Linked DNA regions of Mus musculus: all the other regions are linked to region 2. A link is a contact called in public Hi-C and promoter capture Hi-C data. All regions are on one chromosome and are shown on one strand. Each heading gives the region's core, a stretch centred on a gene start, on an enhancer-like site or on the middle of the called end of the contact. The rest is flanking DNA. Distances are from core to core; before and after follow the strand shown. Region 1 holds the start of Akr1b10 (aldo-keto reductase family 1, member B10 (aldose reductase)). Region 2 holds the start of Exoc4 (exocyst complex component 4). Region 3 has its middle 84 kb from the start of Gm31894. Region 4 overlaps Gm13846 (a long non-coding RNA gene). Region 5 holds the start of Mkln1 (muskelin 1, intracellular mediator containing kelch motifs). Region 6 holds the start of Cnot4 (CCR4-NOT transcription complex, subunit 4). Region 7 holds the start of Agbl3 (ATP/GTP binding protein-like 3).

Region 1 (2,824 bases), core at 313-2,812, 1.1 Mb after region 2:
AAATAAATCTTTGGGCCAGAGCGAGCAGGGCTGACCAGAGAGAGCAGAATTGACCAGAGCAAGTAGAGGTCCCAAAAATTAAATTCCAAACAACTACATGAAGGCTCACAACCATCTGTACAGGTACAGTGTACTCACATACATAAAATAAATAAATAAATCTTTGAAAACAAAAAGAAAGAAAAGAAGGGAGGGGAGGAGGGAAGCAGGTGAGGGGGGAGGAGGAGGAGGAGGAGGAGGGGAGGGGGAAGTAGGAATGAGGGAAGAACAGGAGGGTGGGGAGCAAGGGGGAGGGGTGAGGAGGGAGGAGGAGAAGGAGAATTTTAGTAGTAAAAGATCATGTCGAAATGACTAATAGGTAATCTCTACTTCTAGACCAATTTACTCCCATGATCTTACAGCAATTGTGTGAACACAGATGAAATTACACACTCACACAGCCACGCCTGACACAGAGGCTACTATAACCGCACATAATGTTACTCTGTGTTTACTTTTGTGTTAAGGAAGTTGAGATTATGATTCTTTCTTCTTTGGTCCAGCCTCACATTACTGCTTTTCAAATTCATACATTAAAAAGAGTGACTGGCCCAACTTGGGATCCATCTCATGGGAGGGCGCTAAGGTCTGATACTATTGCTGATGCTGTGTTGTCCTTACAGACAGGAGCCTGTATGACTGTCCTCTGAGAGGCCCTACCAGCAGCTGACAGAGACAGAGGCGGATACACCCAACCGTTGGACTGAGGTCTGGGACCCCTATGGTTGAGTTAGGGGAAGGACTGAAGAAGCTGAAGGGAAGAGTGACCCCATAGGAAGACCAGCAGTCTCAGTTTATCCGGATTCCAGGGAGCTCCCAGAGACTGAGCCACCAACTAGGAGCATACACGGGTTGGTCGGAGGCCCCTGGCAAAAATACAGCAGAGGTCTGCTTGGTCTGGCCTCAGTTGGAGAAGATGTGCCTAATCCTTGAGAGGCTTGAAGCCCCAGGGGAGGGGGAGGTCTGCGGGGGCACCCTCTCGGAGGCAAGGGGGAGGAGGAATGGGATGAAAAATTTTGGGAGGGGGGACAAAAGGGGGGACGGGAATGTAAATAAATAATAAAAATTGAAAAAAAATTCTGCAAGGACATCCGTCAATTGATTTCCCACCGATATCTCTTGTTATCAATATTGTAGCTAGTGAAATAGTGGTTTCAGAAATAATTGATGTGGCTAGTCTGACAGTAGTGGGTTATCAGTACTAATCGATATCAGAATGATTGCTATATGCCTCCTTGTTTGCCTTGAATTTTTTTTCCCTAGCTGAAAACTTGTTGGACCCCTAGAGTATGTGCACTCTCGAAGCAATGACCTTCCTTAAATAAACTTATGCATTCATCTTTCACTGCCTGTTATTTTTGTCCACACACCTGTGCGGGCACTGCTGCGGGAGCCTTGCACTCTGCAGCAGGGAAACTTAGTATTCTGCAGTGTTTACTGCTGGTCAACCCTACGAAAAACCGAAATGCACTTCCTGTGCCAGTGCCCGCCCCCAGGCTGTGGCTGCTAGCCAGTAGGAAGAAGAGCCTGTCTCCTCAAGGACACGGAACCAGTTGCCAGACTCCTAATTTAGGCAAAGGCTCCCGTCTGTTCCCTTTGAACCGTTTCTGCAGCAACCATGGCCGCCTTCGTGACGCTCCTTACCGGAGCCAAGATGCCCATTGTGGGCCTGGGCACCTGGAAGGTGAGTGCGCAGTTTTTGGGCAGCTGCTTTTTTCAAGTGGGGACAGGTCTTGGCACGTCTTCCTCTTTGCATAGCATTTGCCTGCCGGGTGGGGGTTGGGGTCGGGTAAGGCTGGAACTCTACAGCCTTGACCCAAGTTGCTTTCAGTTTTTGTGCTGCTTCAGGCCTCAGAGCTGGCGTCTAACTTCCCTAACAAGTGTCGGGATCCCAGCTGTTCCTGGATTTTTACAAAGTACAGCAAACCATCATCTCCAGGCAGTTATTCTCGTCGCAAGCTTTTCCTCAGAATTACTTCACAGTTTACAAGTTTTGGCTGTGTATTTATTTCTGGTTGAATTATTTAGAACGAGAACGCTGAGCTCCAAATGACCCAGCTGCCCTTGCTACCCATGCTGAAGGACCCCATTACCTACTTCAGAGTAGTCTGGGAGCCTGTGAAAGCCCAGTCTCAGACCCCAGCCCAGGCACGTTCACTTTCCAAAGACCCCACTAGTTCCCACATGTTAAAGCCCGAGCAGGATCAGGGTGGCAGAGAGACTGAGCGAGAGTCAGCTCAGGTCCCACCCTGGCTGTGTTCAACTCACCTGGCAAGTTTCTCCGAGGCTCATCTCAATGCTTAGTGAAACGGTTTTGGACCAAGCCAGAAATTACACATCCATCAAAACAATAACTAATCACTTGCAGATCTCCAGGGAATCAACTCACATGGAAAACTTCACAGAGATGAACTTTCAGAATTTCAACAGCAGACGCAGACTGTAAAGGAGTTGGGCTCAGGATGAGTAGCCCGTGCTGCCAGCAGTGCGCGTGCAGGGGGGCGGGGCTTTCAGCCTGGACCTCAGTGCCTCTGAGTGGCTGGAAGCAATTCCTTGTCCCAGTGATGGCGCAGCTGTTGCTGTTTTATGATCTTTTAAAAATTAGATTTATTTTTTATTTAAATTTCAAATGTTATCCCCTTTCCTGGTCCCCCCTCCAGAATCCCCCTATCCCATCCCCCCTCCCCCTGCTTCTTCCCTCACCTACCCACCTACTCCCACCTCCCCACCCTCGAATTCCCCTACACTGGGGCATCAAGCTTTCACAGGACCAAGGGCTTCTCTT
Region 2 (2,805 bases), core at 216-2,715:
AGAAACAGACCCCATCATTCTCAAGGGACCCGGACACCTTTGGGGTTTCCCCTTACTGCCGGGAGGCAACCAAAGGACCCAGAAGTTATTGTGGCGAAGCAGGTTCTCTACATTCTCCAGTCGTGGCGGTAGCAGCCTGTACTCCTGCAGCAGGGTCCCCAGCACGGCCCACTTGCCCTCCGGCTGGTTGCTGAACTCTCTGGCTCGAAGTCAGCCAGCTTCTTCTCTGCTGACCCTGCACGTCCCTCCAGGTTCTGCACTCAGGCAGCCCGGGATTCCATCTTCTTCTCCACAGCTTGAATAGCAGCCACCACTGTCCAAAGTGAGATTTCTGTGGTCTGGAAGTATGGGCTTTTCTCTGTTGTTTGTGAAGGTGGTGTGGCTGGAGCTAAAGGTGTGGAGCGCCGTTTCCTTCTGTGCAGAGCAGGTGTCGACTCCTCCGACTCCTCCATGGTCTCAGTCGCCCCACAACACCGACTGGAGGGAAAGTGCTTGGACTTTGTGCCTCTCCACCAGACGCCCAGACCCTTCTGGAAGCCGCCACCGCTGCTGTGCTGATACAAGGTGTGCTATGAGAGTAACCCCCCCCCCCCCCCGCCCGAAGAACTGCAGTGGTTCCTCCTTTTTGGGACTTTTTTTTGAGTGCTTTTATTTTAAAAGTATGGTTGAATTTCTACAAAAGATTTTCCTGTATCCATTGAAATTGGTCTGTGGTTCTCAACCTGTGGGGTTGACTCCTTTGGGGTTGCATATCAGATATCCTGCATATCAAATATTTACATTACAAGTCACAACAATAGCAAAGGTACAGTTATGAAGTAGCTATGAAATAATTTTATAGTTGGGAGTCACCACAACATGAGAAACTATATATATATATGTGACAGCCCCTAGGACAGGTACTTTTCCCCCTCACAGCCTGCAGCCTGCGACTTGGCATAACCGCAACAGTGAACTTGTACATAAGACGAATATAGAAACATTCAGTCTCAGAAAAATACCAAAGAAAAATCTCTGTGCGTGTACATTTTTGCATTTGGTTGATTTAAAGATGGTATTTGAAGTTAATATTTTTGCACACACAAGCATTCTTTTGGGACCTTTGTTTAAATAGAAGAATCTGCAATTTATCATCAGATACATTAAGTTAAAGCGTGTAAAATTATAAAATGGAGTAAACTGAAAAACAACTTAAGGTCTGTCTGAAGAGATCTAAAGAGACAGTAAGGAGGCTTGATGAAGTTGCCCTTGGTTTATTGTCCAGGCATGCCCGGGACCGGCAGAAGAACTACATTTCCCAGAATGCTTAGAGAGGACAGGAGCCTCAGCCTCCAGCTGAGTCTCAGTCCCGCCTCCTAACTCCAGGGATTGGGTTTTTCACTTCCGCGCCTAAGCGCTTCTCTTCTGCCATTGGTGGATGTTCCGGGTCAGCCGCGGAGTTTACACTTTCCCGGTCCTGTCAAGCACCTGGCTCTCGCTCCCGTACCAAGATGGCGGCAGAAGCAGCTGGTGGGAAATACAGGAGCACAGTCAGCAAAAGCAAAGACCCCTCGGGGCTGCTCATCTCGGTGATCAGGTGAGGGAGGCAGGAGGCAGGCAGGGTGAGGTCAGGGCAGCGGCTGGACTTCCGCGGTGGAAGGGAGAGGCATCGGCTGGGCCCCATCCGCCGGCCCTTCTCTCCCTTTTGGCCTCCCCCGCCCCTCCCCAGGGCCTATTGCCCGCCCCCGCCGGGCAGTGTTCTAAGACTCTCTGGGGCCGGGGTTAAGGGGAGGACACCCCACCTCCCCAGTCTTCTCCTCGGGGCATGGCCTTTACTTCTGTCCCCGGTCCTAAAAGCTGGCCCGCTTGGGTTCGGGAAGAAACCCAGCGCAGGTGTACTCATTCATTCCTACAACAGGTTCTGGTTGACCCTGGTGCTGTGCACACTCCTGAAGGCCGGGAGGTGTCCTGGGCTCGTGGGGATCAGGCCCAAGTTTCCTGTTAGGAGTTGCAGAGTGTCCAACTTTGGGCACTTTCCACTACCTGTGAATAGCCACAGCTTCAGATCCTAGGTTTTGCGTGAGCTGTTAGCATTGAATATTAAAGTGATCCATCCATCCTTCCTTCTTGTTTTGCTTTTTTCTTTCCTTTTCCTTCCTTTCTTCTTTCTTTCTTTCTTTCTTTCTTTCTTATTGCTTTCTTATTCCAGTTTCTTACTCAAAACCATACAAAAATAGAATTTCAAACTGCCCTCCTCATTACTTTTTCCCTAAACTATTAGGGTGAGAGTGGGGGTGGTTGACTATTTACTAGTCTTCTTCTTCTTATTTTTAAATGTTTAAAATGTTAAACAGACTTAGATCAGCCTGAATAAAATGCATTATGACACACTTATCCATTGTTGTCATTTGCATTTCATCCCATATATTTTCCTAAAACAAATACCCCTTGCTTCCCACTTTCCTCGACTTATCCTTCACTTTGATTTGAGTTAAGAGAGCTCCTGTAATGATCCTGATTATCTTTTTAAAACCTAGGATCCACCAGAATCTGGTAGGTTAAGCCCTTGAGAGAATGGGTAAATCAAGCTTTGAAAGGCTTTAAAAGTTTACCATTTAATCGACTGAAAAGGACCCGTGTATTGGTTTATGGCAGAGTTTAAGAGAATGGCCTGTTTTTATCAATTTTATTTTAAAACGAGAGGATAGAACTGTCTGTGAAAGTGATACACTTTGTAGGCCCTGAAGAGAAAACACTGCAGGCACACATTCTTAGTTTAACAATGTACAGTTCAGATTTATCCCATGATATTAAAACCTCAGCCGG
Region 3 (2,700 bases), core at 105-2,604, 1.3 Mb before region 2:
TCTTGTAGGCCGGGCTGCTTGGAATTTGCTATGCAGTTAACCCTGAACTCCTGATCCTCCTACCCCAATGCTGATGTTGCAGTTTATGATGCTCTCAGATTTACCCCCCAGAGGTGATATTTAGATACATACTAGGTGATTACTTTACCAGCTGAGCTGAATGCCAGCTTTTGGATTAATTTCCTAGGAATGCAAATGGGGCCACTTAAACCATTAGAAATGCATTGCCCCACATTTCTGAAGACTGGAAGGTCAAGACCAAAGTGTCCATAGGGCTATTGTACCTCCAAAGACCTACAAGAGAGATTGCCGCCTCTTCCACCCTCTGTATTCTTGCTTTCCTTTACTTGTTGTCGTGTTTTCCCATCTCTGCCTCCATCATTGTGTGTGTTCTTGCATCTTTGCACCATTTTATGGTGGCTCTGCCTTTCCTAAGGGCATCAGTCGTACTGGGCATCCTACTTCATCCTAAAGACAGTTTTATCTAAATCAATTCTGTCTACAGAGACCCTATTACTAAATGAGAACACTTCTATAGTATGCAGGTGGACTCCAAGATATTTTTTATAGGGGAAGATATAATTCACCCACACCAAATACCTAGAAATACGTTGATTGTCTTCCAAACTCAGGCTGGAGCTTGGTGTGTCTGATGATTTTCCCTGTGTTGAGCATGTGGGTTATACAATGACCCAAAGTCAACGGAATATCAGTATCTGTAGTATTTGCTAGCCATTCACATAGGGTTACTGCTTCCCACATTCTTATTCCCAAAGACAATTATCTGAGCAGAAGGATATGCCTTGGCGATGTGCTTGAGTACTTTGGGGCAATTGTGACTTCCAGAATAAAATGTTAAGTGTGGTGATGCTTGACTGACCTCATAATTATATACATGCTATGGAGAACTGAGCTCTAACTAGGAGCAGATTCAGTGGGCTGGTTCTCTTTTGCACTGGCTATTTGTATTTGTTGACAATTTGTGTGTGTTTGTGTGTGTGTGTGTGTGTGTGTGTGTTGTTCACTACTATATTTACTGGTTGATGGCGTGTGAGGTAGGAGGAGACTCAGAGAAGAGACTTCGTGTTTAGCTAGAAAACAATCTCTGAAACAATGGAATGTCAAAGATGACATGGAGTCTGGTGAAGACACTGCGTGTCACAGAAGACACATTCCACAATGGCTGTGCAGAATGAAGCTGATTCCGCCCCCGGCTGTGCTCCCTGACCCCAGCTGTGACACAAACTGACCTCCTATCTGTCTGGGCCTTTCTCTGGGAAGCTTCCTCTCATTTCCTGGGAGATGCTCTGGGTCAAGGGCACTTTCCAGAGTGGAACTTTCCACTGCCTCATAAACTTCTCGTTGCTAAGCGATGATGGTGCTCACCAGAGGGGCTGCTCCTGCGCAGGGCAGCCTGTTCACTACCCCATCTGCAATTTAAATTCCCTGACAGGCAGAGACAGCCAAGCTGTTCACTTGAGATTGCAAAGAGTTAGATTGAAATACAAGGAATATCCAATGCCTGGAGCCCCTCATAAATTTTGCTTTGATAGTGACTGGGAGAGAGATGGGGAGAGAAGGAGCCAGGAGGCGATTGTAGGGGCAGCCCTATCGCAGTTGAATTTACTGTTGATCTCTCTGCTTCATTCCCCCGCAGCCCCGAGTGTGCACCCACTCTCTAGCCTCTGCCTATTTCTGGTCAGTGGGCTTCTGGGCCCTTCTGCTGTTCCTATGACCGCACAGGTACCATAGCCGCCATTGCCCCCACGCCATTGCTTTCTCTCGGAGTAGCCTGAACTCCCCTAAGGGCCCAGCAGCGTGTGCCCTTAGCAATGCTAGGGCTTTAGGTGTTTTGGTAACAGCTGAGAACTTTGCTTGTGACTTTAGCTGGATTGTATGAGGTAACCAAGTATTCCTGAATTCCGCAGGCGCCCCAGGGGAAGCCACGCCCTTCAGCGGGCAGAGGCTGATGGTGGTTACATGTCAGGGAGTGTGGCAGCAGCAACTCTGCAGCTGAGGTCCACAGAGGAGCATAAAGGAGGGGATGAGGAGGAGCTTGTAGGCCCCGCCTCTCTGGAGATTTGATTCTGTGATTAAATTCATTCTTTCAGTATCCCCTCTAATCACCTCTGGGCTCTGGGGTTCTTAAATGTAAACAAACAATCCTATTTATTTATTTATTTACTCCCAAGTATCAAAAAGCTATCCTCAAGTCATTCGGTTTTCCAGGTCCTTTCAACAGGAAGGGCTGGGACAGCTAGACTGAGGAATGAAATGTGCAGTTCAAAGTAGATGGTAGTGATCAATTGTCTGCTTTGGTTCATGAGGTGGGGCTAGCTGCCTGAGGGTTCCCCTCCTCTCCCCATGCTAAGTGGGAACGAGACCATGGGACTCAGAACCATGGGTAGACAATTCCTCTCCTCCAGGAGCTGTCAATCTTCAAAGTACATAGGTTATACTCAATGGGCTGAAAAGTCAGGACAATCCAAATAAGGGCCCTCTGTGTCGAGAGGAGTCAAGCTTAGAATGAAATTTCCAGAGAGGGGGGGACTGCAAGCTCCTTGGCGGGGACTGCAAGCTCCTTCTCCAAGGCGGGGACTGCAAGCTCCTCCTCCAAGATCATCACAGAGAGGCGGAGCCTGCAAGCTCTTCCTCCTATATCATCAAATTCATATCTATAAGAATAACCATAATCATCAT
Region 4 (2,751 bases), core at 79-2,578, 1.6 Mb before region 2:
AGGGTATCATTTTGCTGCATTAGGAGGAAAAGGTATATGGAGATTTGATGTGAGTAGTGTTTCATAACTTTCTCTGGATAAAAATAGGGGCATTTGTCTTCTTTCATCTAAGGCTGAATCATTTCTGAAATGGAGCCTTAAATTCTGAGGTGCAGAACATTTCCAGCTAAGCATCCTTGAGAGAGCTCGCTTGCTTCATGGTTTGTTTTTTTCCCTGGCCAAATGGGGAGTAAGATTGCAGAAACCTGTTACCTCCTGATAATTGGAGCTCTGAATGGGCGTGTGCCCACAGAGAGTGGCAGTCACTCCCGGGAGGCTCCTCGCCCTAGGCTGGCTTTGTTTCACCCTAGAGCTGTGACTCAGGGGGACCACAAGGTGTTTTTAGAAAGAGAAATGAAGGGGTATCCTGCATACTGACATTTGTGGGGTACCCATTATTGTGCCAGGCACCGTGCAGAGGACAGAGACCTATCCCTTTTCCAGGGAATTGGGGTGGGTTTTGTGTGTGTGTGTGTGTGTGTGTGTGTGTGTGTGTGTGTGTGTGTGTGAGAGAGAGAGAGAGAGAGAGAGAGAGAGAGAGAGAGAGAGAGAGAGAGACTGCCTCACCCAATCCCTAATAGACGCTAGGAGTTCAGCTCATAAGGGTGGTTAGTGCAGGGTTGCTGATGAGGTTTGGGTAAAGAAAGGCTGGAGGCAGGCATAAATGGTCTTGGTGATGCAATTACTTTTTTTTTGTATTTATTTTTAGCCTATGTACAAAATGTTTTACCTGCACATATATGTATGGATACCACATATGGTGTCCTCAGAGGTCAGAAGTTAGCAGCGAATCCTCAGAATCTGGACTTATAGATGCTTGTGAGCTGCTGGGTGGGTGCTGAGACTCAAACGTGGGTCTTCTACAAGAGCAGCCAGGGCTCTTAACCACCGAGTCACCTCTTCAGCCTCTCCACCTTAATTTTTTGAGACCGTGTTCCTTGCTGAATTTGGAGCTAGACTGACCAGTGAGTCCCTGAGATCCTCTTGGCTTTGCCTCCCTGGTGCTGAGATTACAGACCCACGGCTGCCGTGCCCAGCTTTTTACATGGTATGCCCGGTGTGCAATTAAGGTCCTCATGAGTACCTGACAAGCACTTTACTGACTGAGCTTTCACCGTATCCCCAAATACCTCAATATGTGAAGGGGATGGCTTCAATCCATACCAACGGGAGATGTAGGTTTTTATTAGGGTGATAAAAACTAAGAAAAAAGTCAAGGGTTCCAATTACCTTAGAAGGTCAGAAGGGCTACTGTCTGTCATGTGGTCAATTACCCCAGGATTGTCCTCTGAGAGGGTTAGCCACGCCCCTCCATGGCTGCATCTCAGTCCATCTGCATACACTCTTTCTTCACGCCAGTGGTGCCTCCCGCCACCTCCTCTGCTCTCTTGCTCCATGCTTTGTGAGAAAAGGGACAGAATATAGTATGGTAGAAGGTCCTGGGGGTGGGGATGGGGGTGGGGGAGAGGAGTCCACAGTAGTCCTTTGGCTGTTAGAACCAAGACTGGCTACATTGTTTCATTGAGACAGTGTCACCTGGCAAAAGGATCCTGGTTTATCCTTAAGGTTGGGGTGAAGGTGAGAAATAAAGTAGGTAAAGACAGTAGCCACAGACAGCCTTCCCTCCCCTCTTCTGGGAAAACCAGCTCACGGTTGGCCCATAAGTCTTGCCACTCCCCAAAGAAGCCTCTTGCTAGATCCCCTAGGCCATGGTCACCCAATGATTCGGGTTCAGCAAACAGCTTCCTCTGGTGTCATGTCTTCCCTAATGGAATGACTGCTTACCATACCCAGTTAGAGGAGAAGTGCTCTGCAGATCGAAGCTGGCTGAGTCAGGCCCAGAAAGGAAGGAAAGAGATCACCCCAGTAGGGAGATTGGCTTAGGGAGGCTTGAGAAGGGTCATGGCGCAGGCGGAGGGTCTGTTAGTGTGTGAGGCAGAGGACTAGTCACATGTAGTAGCTGGATACTAAGTCTGGCAGTCTGTAAATGGTAGTGTCAGAAAAGCGGTGGCCTGGTCTGCAGAAAGTGAGGGGAGCAGGGACGAAATGGGCAGAGCAGGTCCCCCTGCCACCATCTCCTAGCCCTGAAGGTGGGATCCTGTGGGAAAAGCCTCAGAGACTGAAAGAACTAGGTCGGTATCTCCGTTAGGGTTAAGCAGGGACATAGTTGCAGTGCTAAAGTCTCTCCACCAGAGGGCGAGAAAGCCCCACATATGAGACCTAAAGGACAGTGGTTGCAGATCAGAATTAGGTCTGCATGGGGAGAGCGTTAGACTGAAGAATTAGGCCTGCCTATAATCATTCTCACCGAGAAAGAGTAGGCAAACGTTTCCCAGCATCTAAAGCCACATGGAACAGAGCATAACTTGTGGGCGTGCTTGCCCTGGTGGGGTGACACTATAAGGTACCCACCCCTCCACCCCACCCGGCTGACACAGGAAAGATCTCATTTGGATCATGTCAGTTCTCCACTTCTCTGATTCATTGTTCAAAATGGGGGGTTAACTCCAATTTTATCTGAGAGGACACTGGCCCGTGAGAGCATCACTGGAGGTGTCAGGGCCACACCTTCTGCTCTGAGGACCCTGGAGACGGATCACCACTGCTCATGGGCCTGGCTGAGGGGCCTGCCTTTGTTCAGTTGTAGGCAGGACAGTCTCAGAATCAGACTGAAGCCAGGGCAGCTGCACAACACGTTGACCCTAGGGTTCA
Region 5 (2,761 bases), core at 165-2,664, 1.9 Mb before region 2:
TCCCCATCTTATCTTCTCCCTTTTAGAAGACAATCTTTCCCTCCAAGATAATTTCTCTGTAACTAACTTCCTCCATGGTAGGCAGTTATCTAACTGAAGTCAGTGGGGTTAGAGCATTACCTCAGGGGTCATTACCTCAGGGGTCATTACCTCAGGGGTCAATACCTCAGGGGTCATTACCTCAGGGCTCATACTCATTCCCAACAAAGTCTTAAACACTGAGTATACTTGTGGTCTAGCTGACATTGCTAGTGGTATCATAGTAGAGGCTACTGCTAAAATTTCACCAATGGAAACGAAGCCAATAAAGAATTGGAGAGATTTGATGGGCCGGTTAACGATCATAATCAAAAAGAGTAAAACTATTGGATCATTTATTGAGATACTCTTTGCTTGAGTTTTTAATATCCTCTGGTTGACACAATGATGCAATCCAAACTTCCAGGAGTCCAACCTCTTAGGCAGGGAGTGACACGATTTTGGGTGATGCCGCTAGGTAAGCAAGGGCATATTTATAACCCTGACAAACAGGTACTAGACAGGAGCATTATCTAACTTTGCCACCTATTTAGGCCAGATGTTCCTTTTGTGATAAAAAGCTGGAATGATGCCTGCTGTCAGGCTTCATGAACAGTATGTATGTTGGAGGTGGGTGGGGTGTACTCATTATTCCTTCTGAAGAAGACGCGATCTTTTCTCAAACATCTCTCTCTTTCCAAACATTTGGGCTAAATTTATGTTAAAATTCAAAGCAAGCAGATTTAATGCCGGAGACAAATGATGGCACACAACTTTCCAACTCTGAGCATCTTCCTGGTATGTGGGCGAATGTCATTTCTGGGTACAACGATGCCATCAGAATATTAGTAAGAGAGGCCGACAAGAAATGTTTACAGACTGATAGCAGAACACACTAGCTGTTCCTTTATCTTGCCTCCACCTGACCCTTGAACACGGTGACAAGGACATTTTTACCCCAGGTCAACTGCAGAGACAAAGGCCATACGTTATTATTGCACTTCAATTCTCCTCACCTCTGTTTCCGGAGAGGATTTATAAACAGGCTAGAGCAGTGGTTTCCAAAGTAGGAAAGATGGAAAGATATTCCCTTCCCAAGCTCATCGAATTTTCCCTTCCTATTCTAGGAGACGTTTCTTTCTTTTTTTTTTTTTTTTCAAAATGTCCTTGGCTTTGTCTTTACCTGAGCTTGTATGAAAAGTCCTCTGTGCCACTCCTCTGCCAGCCTCACAGGAAAGGAAAGCCTCCCTGGGAGGGTCAGCTAGGAAAGGACAGCGTGGGAAACCCGAGGAAGCGGCCTCCAAGCAGCCAGTGCCGGCCCTGCGCGGTCGGGTTCCCGGCGCGGCCCCTTTAAGAGCAGGCCCCGTCCCCGCCCTCCTCCTGGCGGGGCTGGCGCTCGGTGGTGGCCGCTACGGTGCTGACAAGATGGCGGCTGGCGGGGCTGTTGCTGTGGCGCCGGAGTGCCGGCTTCTGCCCTACGCGCTGCATAAGTGGAGCTCCTTCTCCTCCACCTACCTTCCCGAGTAAGTGCGGGGCCCCGCGCTCGAGCTGTCGGAGCCGCTCGGTGAGAGCGCGGCCCGCCAGAGCGTGCGGTGTGGGGAGCGGAGCCGAGAGAGGCCCAGGCGGGGCCTGTGACGGGGAACGCGCGGCCTCCGGAGCTTCTCAGTGCGGCGGCCGAGTGCTCCGGCCTGGCGGGCCGAGGCCGGGCTGAGGGCCCGGGAGCGAGCTCCGGGTGGCGGCGGCGAGGCGGGCTTGCGCAGCGGGAGGTGAGGCGGAGCGGAGCGGGGCTCCGGGCCCGGGCCGCGGGCGAGCCTCCCCCGCCGTCGGAGGTGGTCAGGGCGACGACGGGGGCCCGGTCCTTCCCGGACGGCTCGGACAGCGCCGGAGTTCCTGAGCCCGCAGTAAAAGTGCTTAGCTCTGCACGAGTGGCGAGAGAAGTTGGGGAGTCCATCCGCACCCTGGCGAGAACTTGGAGGACTGGCAGAGGGGTGTCTTGGCTTTTTTTGGACGGGGGGGGGGGCTGGAAGTTCTGAAAAAGATAGGGAAGGAGGGCAGGTCTGGGGGCGTGCGGCTTGCCCGAGGGCACCACCAAGTCAGCAGAAATGGCCTTAGGAACACAACGAGGAACGGGTGCAGTTTTCCGTTGCTATTCGAATAAAATTGCTACATCTCCGGAGTGTCCTGAACAGGGAGTGTGTTCCATTCGTATTTTTAAAATTCCTCCCGTTTGTTCAGATTGGATTTCTCGAGTCCAGTCGGTCAGGACTCTGGAAGTTGAAGCTGCGGGTGAAGAGTCAGCCTCCGCGGACTGCCCACCTGCCCTCCTCCTAGTCACCAGGTCAAGGGTTGGCACTGAAGCCTTGTAGCTCCCGCCCAATGAAGGCTGACCTGTGGTCTGATCTGGCCGGTTGTGGCCTGTTGATAGCTGGTACATGGCCACATCTCTGATTGATATTGGAACCCAGCTTTTAATTTGAGGGTGAGCTGGATAAGCACCGACCTTCATTTGAAGTGGACTTGTGGCTGTTCATTCTGTAAACCTCTGTTTTTTTGTTTTTTGTTTTTGTTTTTTTTTGGTAGTTTTTTCTTTTGGAGGTGTGTGTGTGGTTGTTTGTTTTGGAGGCCTTTTTAAGGTTGTTTGTTTTGACTGACTCCTTTGAATCTGAAGATAACATTTTTTTTTGTGTCTAGGTTAGAGAGTTGGTGGTGTGTCACTAACTACCTCGAATGACTTTTTCCACCC
Region 6 (2,973 bases), core at 164-2,663, 1.9 Mb after region 2:
GAGCCAATAATTGATACAAAAGGAATCTGTAACCCACATACAATCAAAATACCATCTGTATTTATTTGCATGTGGTGTTCGGGGATGAAGTGTGTGTGTGCGCGCTAGATTCACCTGGTTTTGAAATTCTAAGCTGATCTTTATGGGTATAATCAGAGACAACATCAAGTGTCCTGAGGAATGGCAATTCAGGAGAATGCTGAGTAGCACGGAGAAGGTCGAAAATGAAAAGAGGGGTAAAAAAGGATAGCAAATGAGCAACAAAAAGATCAAAAAAGCAAAACATTCCTTTCCCGAGTAGCCCGAAGAAAGCTCTTTTCTCTTAACGTTAATAGTCTCCCACTCACTTCATTCACTTCCTAACTTCCTTTACTTTTCAAGGAACAACACGGGGCATCATCTCCCCTATCCTGGAGTGTGTGCTCAAAGAGTCTGCATTGGAAAGAGGGAAGGAACCGACAATTCTCAAGTAGGTTAAGAAACAGGTGGGTTATACGGAGCAACGGAGCAGCAACATGATTTAGATACTCACGAGGTGGCTTTAAGATGACAGATGCGGTTAAAGGAGACTTGCACATCGGAATCAACTCGGGTCTGGCAGACAGACTGGGGGCTGACTGCAAGCACCAGAGGGGAGCAGAGGCTAGATCCAGAGCAGCCTTTCTGGAAGGGATGGGGCAAAAAGGGGCAAAAAAGCCCACCAAGCAGGACGGGTGGGCAGTGAGCAGCAGCACCCGTCAGAGTGGAAATGATGGCTCTGGCTTGGGAGACCGGGGCCAGTAGGAAAGGACGTCAGAGGGGAAAGGAGGCTGGGGAAACAGGAGGACCAAGACCTAAGGATACTGTTGCCAGAAAAATGCGGGGAAAACTGGTGATGAGAAGCCCTCTTGGGTTCTCAATTGAAGAAATTCTCCAAGGAGAGCCGGCGCTCGCTGCCGCGCTGCCTCCAACCCGGCTGCCTTTTCCTGGTGATAACTGCTGTGGCGTAGAGGGGAGAGGGAGGAAGAAGAGGAGGAGGAGGCAGCCAGAGGAGGAGGAGGAGGGTGAAGACGAGGCGGGCGGGGGTGGGGGGGTGGGGAGAAAGGGGGGTGCGGCCTGCACAGTCCCAGCGAAGCCTCCGCTCTCTCGTAGCCGGTCAGCGCCGGGTTTCCCCTAAGCCCAGCCCCGCAGACACTCACCCGCCTGCCTTGCCTCGCTTTTCTCTTAGCCGACTCCACGCGTTGCCGAGTCCTCACAGGAGACCAATGAACGAGAGTCGGCGAAAAAACTCTTCAGAACCGGGCCTGACTGCTTCAGTGAGTCCGACCTTTACGGCTGAGAGAGAGACTCTCAGCTTTCGGTGGGTTCCACGGCTAGACGGGCCACCATCTTACATTAGGGTAAGACTCCTCCGGCCTCCGCTGCGCAGGCGCATGCCGATCCGGCTGGGCGGGGCGGGGGAGGGGCGGGACAAGCGGCAGGCGGGCGAGTGGGAGGTTGCGGCGGACTGGTCCACTGCACCCTGGGAGTTGTAGTCCTCCGATAGTAACCGCCCCGGGGCAGGCCGGGAATTGAAGTCATCACTAGAGAAGGCGCTCGGGAACTCGTTCCTCACGTGGCTACTGGAGCGCCGGCTTTCTTCTTGTTTTGCTTCCTCTTCTGCCCGCGTGTGTGGCTACTGTGTCATGTGGTCGGCGGTTTTCACTAATGTTAGCTGAAATGTAGGAAACCAAAATTCTACGAAACTTAACTGATTCGGAGGAAGCTAGGACGTGTCTTTTTCTGCCCCGCCCGCCATAGATAGGTATCTGACGGGGGCGGTATGGTGGTAGAATCAGGTTGAGCATTGCAAGAGCGCGGGATTTGATCTAGAGTGGGGAGTTGATACTTTTGGAAAAGTGAGCGTTAATTCGTTTCCCGGTCTTTGCACGTCCTTTACCACCAGTACAGCTGAGCTCATCCTCCTTACTGGAAAATCGCCAGTGAAGAAATACCTGAATTGCCATGTGCACATTTCTCAAGAGAACGCGGGCAGTCAGAGTAGCATGAGTTGCTGATGATGTGAAAGCATGTGGACTTACCTGCAAACTGTTGCTGGCTGCACAGAACTCTTCCAGCCTGCACAGAAGTGTGCGTCAGGTTCGCAAACTGCACAAGTAAACACGTCTCAAAGGACATAATACAACCGCAGCCGGTTCGAGCACCGAGAAATTCTAAATAACAAAATCAATTTACTGAACTTCCCGGGTTGCCTCCCAGAACTCTGGTGTAAGTGGCGCTCCTGGAGCGGTCGATTCTGTTTATTGCCTATATTCTTCATCTATTCATATAAGTGCTGAGCTCCTTGGTACCCAGTTCAGTGCCATATGCTGGGAGCATACAACAGAGACCAAAAACACAAATCTGTCCCCATTCTAGGGTGTGTGCATGTAGTGGGGTTTGGAGAAGTGAAAGGAACCAAGTTTTCAAATCCAGGATTAAAATACGTAGGATGGGACTGTGGATGTCACACAGTGGTAGGGCGCTAGTCTGGCACACTTGAGGCCTGAAAGCAAAAGGTTTAAGGGGAGGATTTAAAACAGAAAAGGGAAATGTAAGGAAAGAAATTGAAGTTTTAAAGTCTCAGTCTCGCTGGACGTGGTGACACAAGCCAGGACTCTGAAAGCAGAGGCAGGTGTATCTCTTTGAGTTCAAGGCCAGCTTGGTCTACAAACCATGTCTAGAGGCAGAAAAAAAAAAAAAAAAACCACAAAAAAGGCAACCAGACCAGTTTCTTTGGTGTAAGAGAGAGGAAATGTTGGGGGGCAGGGGGAGGGGCATAAAAATGACTCAACTTATTTTACACAGGAATGAAATTGCTAAAAATTATATATGTGTGTGTGTATGTGTATACATATATATACACATACATATATATGGGTGTGTATGTGTGTGTGTGTATATATATATATATATATATATATATATATATATATATATATATATCACATTTGG
Region 7 (2,972 bases), core at 103-2,602, 1.5 Mb after region 2:
CTTACCCTATTTACTGTCCAACAGCACAATACCACCAGCGGGGGATGTTTTAAGAAAAGTCTAGCTTGACTGTGATTCTAGTGGTACAAGCCAAGGGAACACATTTGGTGACGGACTTGCAGGCAGAGAGTCCCAAGTGACCAAATGGTACCCCTTAGCAGAAACTGGGAGTGGGTGCCCTCTGTTGTCCTATAGAGCCACTAAGTTTTAATTATGAGAACTCCACGCCGATGGTCTCATTCATCTTACTTACCCCTGAACGGCCCCACATATAAACAGAAGTAGGGTTATGTTTCTGTTCTTACATATCCACAGGAGCAAGTAAATTTCGGTACTGGAGCTTTGAGGATACCCTCAAACCAGAGAGTCTCTGAGCATTGTCTCCGTTAGTGATATACACATGGCATAAAACCAAGCACAACTAACTATGAAGACTAGTTTTCAAACAAGTGTGATCAATGGCACACTTCATTTCCTCAGGCCAATGCCCAAAGAAACAGAAAGTCTCAAGGTCTGACACAAACACATTCCCAGAAAGTTAACAAATCTAGAGATGCTAACCCATTTCCATGCTGAAACTGAAGCGCTTAATGCGAACCATGAGGGCACTGAACACCTCCTCATTCTTTTTGTCTATATGGGTTTTTCTTTTATTAACTTTACTTGGAAAACTGTTCCAACTGTATTATCCACCAAAGTGAAAAGTGACCAACAAATCAGGGTTAAATATACACACACAAACACAGATCCTAAGACTGCTGTGGGGGTCTTATTGACTTAAATAAGGCAAGGTGGGAGATTTGCTTTGTGAAAGTGTTGGCTAACAAAGAATTTCTAAGCTGATGAAATTTTTGAGAATTTACCCTTATACATATAACCATGACTCCTCCAAATCAAGTATTTTAAGTCTCACTTCCAGAATAAGAATGAATTATAATTGTGCAAAATAGAACTCAACCTTTTAACTTCAAATAAATTAGTTCATTTTTATTAATAAGGTTCAGTTCAGAAAATTAACTTGCCCGTGGTCATCAGGTTGTTAAAAGTCAAGGGGGGCTCTAGACACAAGCCTTAAACTGTATGTTCTACTGCCTTCTCAGCGCAGGCACCTAGCAAACAAGTTATAGTCACTCAGAACAAACTGCAGTCGCATCTTCCCCAGTGCTAAACTCTCCCTCCTGCAATGCTCAAACCGGTCCATACCATAAGCCAAGCCAGGAGTTCCCATCATCCCCTAGCATCAATGTCTCCCGCCAAAAACCTCACCACCTTCACAGCTGTCCCTAGGAAGAAATCACTAAAGCTCCCCAAAGTCTCGCGAGAGTACAGCCGTTGCCCTGGCAACAAGCGGCCTGCTCTCTCAGCGACCGCTGAATTTCGATGGCATTTGCTCTGACCCTGTCGTCGCCCGGTGCCTGGGGGACATCCTAAAGTATTCTCCCGGCAGGGGTGGGACGACCGGCGGACTTGAAGAGGCCCAGGGAACGAGGCGGGCGGCGGACGCGCCGCTTAGGCAGCGGGGAGCGGGGGAAATGCGGCCCTCGGCGCGGGACGGCGCGGGGCCCGCGTGAGTGAGGAGGCTCCGCGCGGGTCCCGCCCCGAGAGAAGGCCTGGCGCGGCCGCACGCCCCCCGCTCGCCGCTTCGGGCGCGGACCGGCGTCCGCGGGCTTCCGGCGCCTAGCGCCTGCACGCCTCGTCCGCGCACGTAAGGAGCTGCCGCCGGGCGTCCCGGCGGGTTGTCGTAATTTCGAGCCGTCATCCGGGGCTGAAGCTTCGGTCTCCGCCCCGAGATGTCACCTAGAAACCGCTCTCTCGACTGCAGTTGGCGTTTATGATGAAGCTTCGCGAGGCCTTCCGCGCCGTCCGCGCCCCCGAACGCGCTCGTCTGTAGACGTCAACCGGGGGCTGAGAAGGTGTTTGTCGGCGGTGGTCAAAAGGCTCGCTTTTAGAGAGAACCAAACACCAGTAGTTGTGAAATTGGTAAATTCTTTTGGTGTCCTCCAAAGTGTAAAAGCTTGGCAAGGATGATTTCATTGCAAATAAGAAAAGAGGAAACGTATACCTAAAACTGTATTATCCCCAAAGGCACAATCACTGGCATGTGTAGCAGGAGGAAAATGTCATTTTAGTAAAATGCCAATTTCAGGCTTGCCTAGAAGCAACAGTGGTCATCTCCAGCCGGACCTTCTGGTAGCTATTCCAATACAAATGGTGTCATTGGCTTTAAAAGTTAAATATACAGTAATGATCACGGTTAAAGAGAAACTTAAGTTATACACACTGAAGCTCGGGTCAACTGAAAGTTCAAGAGAAAGGGGAAAGTTTTTACACTATTGCTACATTTTATTGTCTGAATAATTATAACTTTTCTTGTGTACTTTTTAATGCGTGAAGACAATCCCCATTTACTATTGCAGTGTAGTGTTTAGTTATGAATATAAAATGTAAATGGCCTGGCTATATACTGTGGAAGTTTTTCAACTAAATTATTTACGTGATTTGTCTCTCTTGTTTCAACAGATTTTTTAAGTTTTATTTTTGTTCATAAAACATACTGACAGGTTATAAATATATCCCCCTTCATCTCTTCTAAAATTCACACCCCCATTCCATATCCACTCATCATCTTAAATTTTTTATTTAATTAAAATATAATTACATCATTTATCCCCCTTCCAACCCTCTCAGATACATATCCTCTTTTGCTATTTATTATCATTGTGTGTTTAAATAAATATATAAATGCAACTTGCAGAAGCCTATTGAATATTGCTTATGTGTATATTCTTTGTAGGACTGAACATCTGGTATTGGATATCTGTTTAGGAAGCTTGCTTTGTAGTAACGGATAGTTTTGTAAAATCTTTGAATTTGAAATTAATTTCCTGTATCCTTACTAGTTTAGTTTTCAGAGATCTGTCACTCTTAATTAAATACAATTGGACAGGTTTTGTAGTATTCATTTAATACAG

The links. Promoter capture Hi-C pulls out the DNA fragments that hold promoters and counts their contacts. A called contact is a pair of places that touch in the nucleus more often than the background predicts. Capture Hi-C pulls out chosen DNA fragments and counts their contacts.
Region 1: a promoter capture Hi-C map of liver shows a contact between it and region 2, with 3 times the contacts expected there. The contact joins the promoter of Akr1b10 here to the promoter of Exoc4 in region 2. A contact is called at or near these places in 3 of 39 promoter capture datasets (liver, pre-B cells and stem cell-derived epiblast-like cells), 1 of 115 datasets of contacts at active chromatin or transcription factors (embryonic stem cells) and 2 of 9 other capture datasets (adipose tissue and liver).
Region 3: a contact with region 2 is called in a promoter capture Hi-C map of hippocampal neurons, with 4 times the contacts expected there. The contact joins the enhancer-like site here to the promoter of Exoc4 in region 2. A contact is called at or near these places in 3 of 39 promoter capture datasets (embryonic stem cells, hippocampal neurons and liver), 1 of 484 Hi-C or Micro-C datasets (embryonic fibroblasts) and 1 of 115 datasets of contacts at active chromatin or transcription factors (microglia).
Region 4: a contact with region 2 is called in a Hi-C map of the G1E-ER4 cell line, with 3 times the contacts expected there. The contact joins the enhancer-like site here to the promoter of Exoc4 in region 2. A contact is called at or near these places in 3 of 39 promoter capture datasets (the 3T3-L1 cell line, embryonic stem cells and hippocampal neurons), 1 of 15 datasets of contacts at CTCF or cohesin (the NIH/3T3 cell line), 1 of 484 Hi-C or Micro-C datasets (the G1E-ER4 cell line) and 3 of 115 datasets of contacts at active chromatin or transcription factors (astrocytes and embryonic stem cells).
Region 5: a promoter capture Hi-C map of pre-B cells shows a contact between it and region 2, with 2.6 times the contacts expected there. The contact joins the promoter of Mkln1 here to the promoter of Exoc4 in region 2. A contact is called at or near these places in 2 of 39 promoter capture datasets (embryonic stem cells and pre-B cells).
Region 6: a Hi-C map of muscle stem cells shows a contact between it and region 2, with 4 times the contacts expected there. The contact joins the promoter of Cnot4 here to the promoter of Exoc4 in region 2. A contact is called at or near these places in 2 of 39 promoter capture datasets (neutrophils and pre-B cells) and 1 of 484 Hi-C or Micro-C datasets (muscle stem cells).
Region 7: a promoter capture Hi-C map of pre-B cells shows a contact between it and region 2, with 7 times the contacts expected there. The contact joins the promoter of Agbl3 here to the promoter of Exoc4 in region 2. A contact is called at or near these places in 1 of 39 promoter capture datasets (pre-B cells), 1 of 484 Hi-C or Micro-C datasets (CD4 T cells) and 1 of 9 other capture datasets (liver).

Annotation. Positions count from the first base shown.
Region 1 is chr6:34,382,685-34,385,508 of GRCm38.p6, forward strand. Akr1b10 (aldo-keto reductase family 1, member B10 (aldose reductase)) reads left to right here and starts at 1,563. Exons shown (of 10, transcript NM_172398.3): 1 at 1,563-1,723. The coding sequence starts at 1,658.
Region 2 is chr6:33,247,663-33,250,467 of GRCm38.p6, forward strand. Exoc4 (exocyst complex component 4) reads left to right here and starts at 1,466. Exons shown (of 18, transcript NM_009148.4): 1 at 1,466-1,576. The coding sequence starts at 1,491. It also overlaps the pseudogene Gm1401.
Region 3 is chr6:31,932,202-31,934,901 of GRCm38.p6, forward strand. No RefSeq gene overlaps it. Among named protein-coding and RNA genes, the nearest start is that of Gm31894, 84 kb to the right of the region's middle. Within about 2 kb of position 1,355, at least 10 of the 459 cell types and tissues checked have an H3K27ac peak or open chromatin away from gene starts, as enhancers often do. A contact at or near this core is called in embryonic stem cells and hippocampal neurons, where this site is marked.
Region 4 is chr6:31,658,718-31,661,468 of GRCm38.p6, forward strand. All of the region lies in intron 1 of Gm13846 (a long non-coding RNA gene), which reads left to right. Among named protein-coding and RNA genes, the nearest start is that of Gm13848, 6.0 kb to the right of the region's middle. Within about 2 kb of position 1,329, at least 22 of the 459 cell types and tissues checked have an H3K27ac peak or open chromatin away from gene starts, as enhancers often do. A contact at or near this core is called in the G1E-ER4 cell line, where this site is marked.
Region 5 is chr6:31,397,414-31,400,174 of GRCm38.p6, forward strand. Mkln1 (muskelin 1, intracellular mediator containing kelch motifs) reads left to right here and starts at 1,415. Exons shown (of 18, transcript NM_013791.2): 1 at 1,415-1,541. The coding sequence starts at 1,444. It overlaps Mkln1os (muskelin 1, intracellular mediator containing kelch motifs, opposite strand), which reads right to left and starts at 1,360. Exons shown (of 3, transcript NR_040300.1): 1 at 1,202-1,360.
Region 6 is chr6:35,132,324-35,135,296 of GRCm38.p6, forward strand. Cnot4 (CCR4-NOT transcription complex, subunit 4) reads right to left here and starts at 1,414. Exons shown (of 12, transcript NM_001164413.1): 1 at 1,179-1,414. It overlaps Gm33046 (a long non-coding RNA gene), which reads left to right and starts at 1,208. Exons shown (of 5, transcript XR_868974.2): 1 at 1,208-1,379; 2 at 1,925-2,247.
Region 7 is chr6:34,779,080-34,782,051 of GRCm38.p6, forward strand. Agbl3 (ATP/GTP binding protein-like 3) reads left to right here and starts at 1,353. Exons shown (of 20, transcript NM_001289656.1): 1 at 1,353-1,980.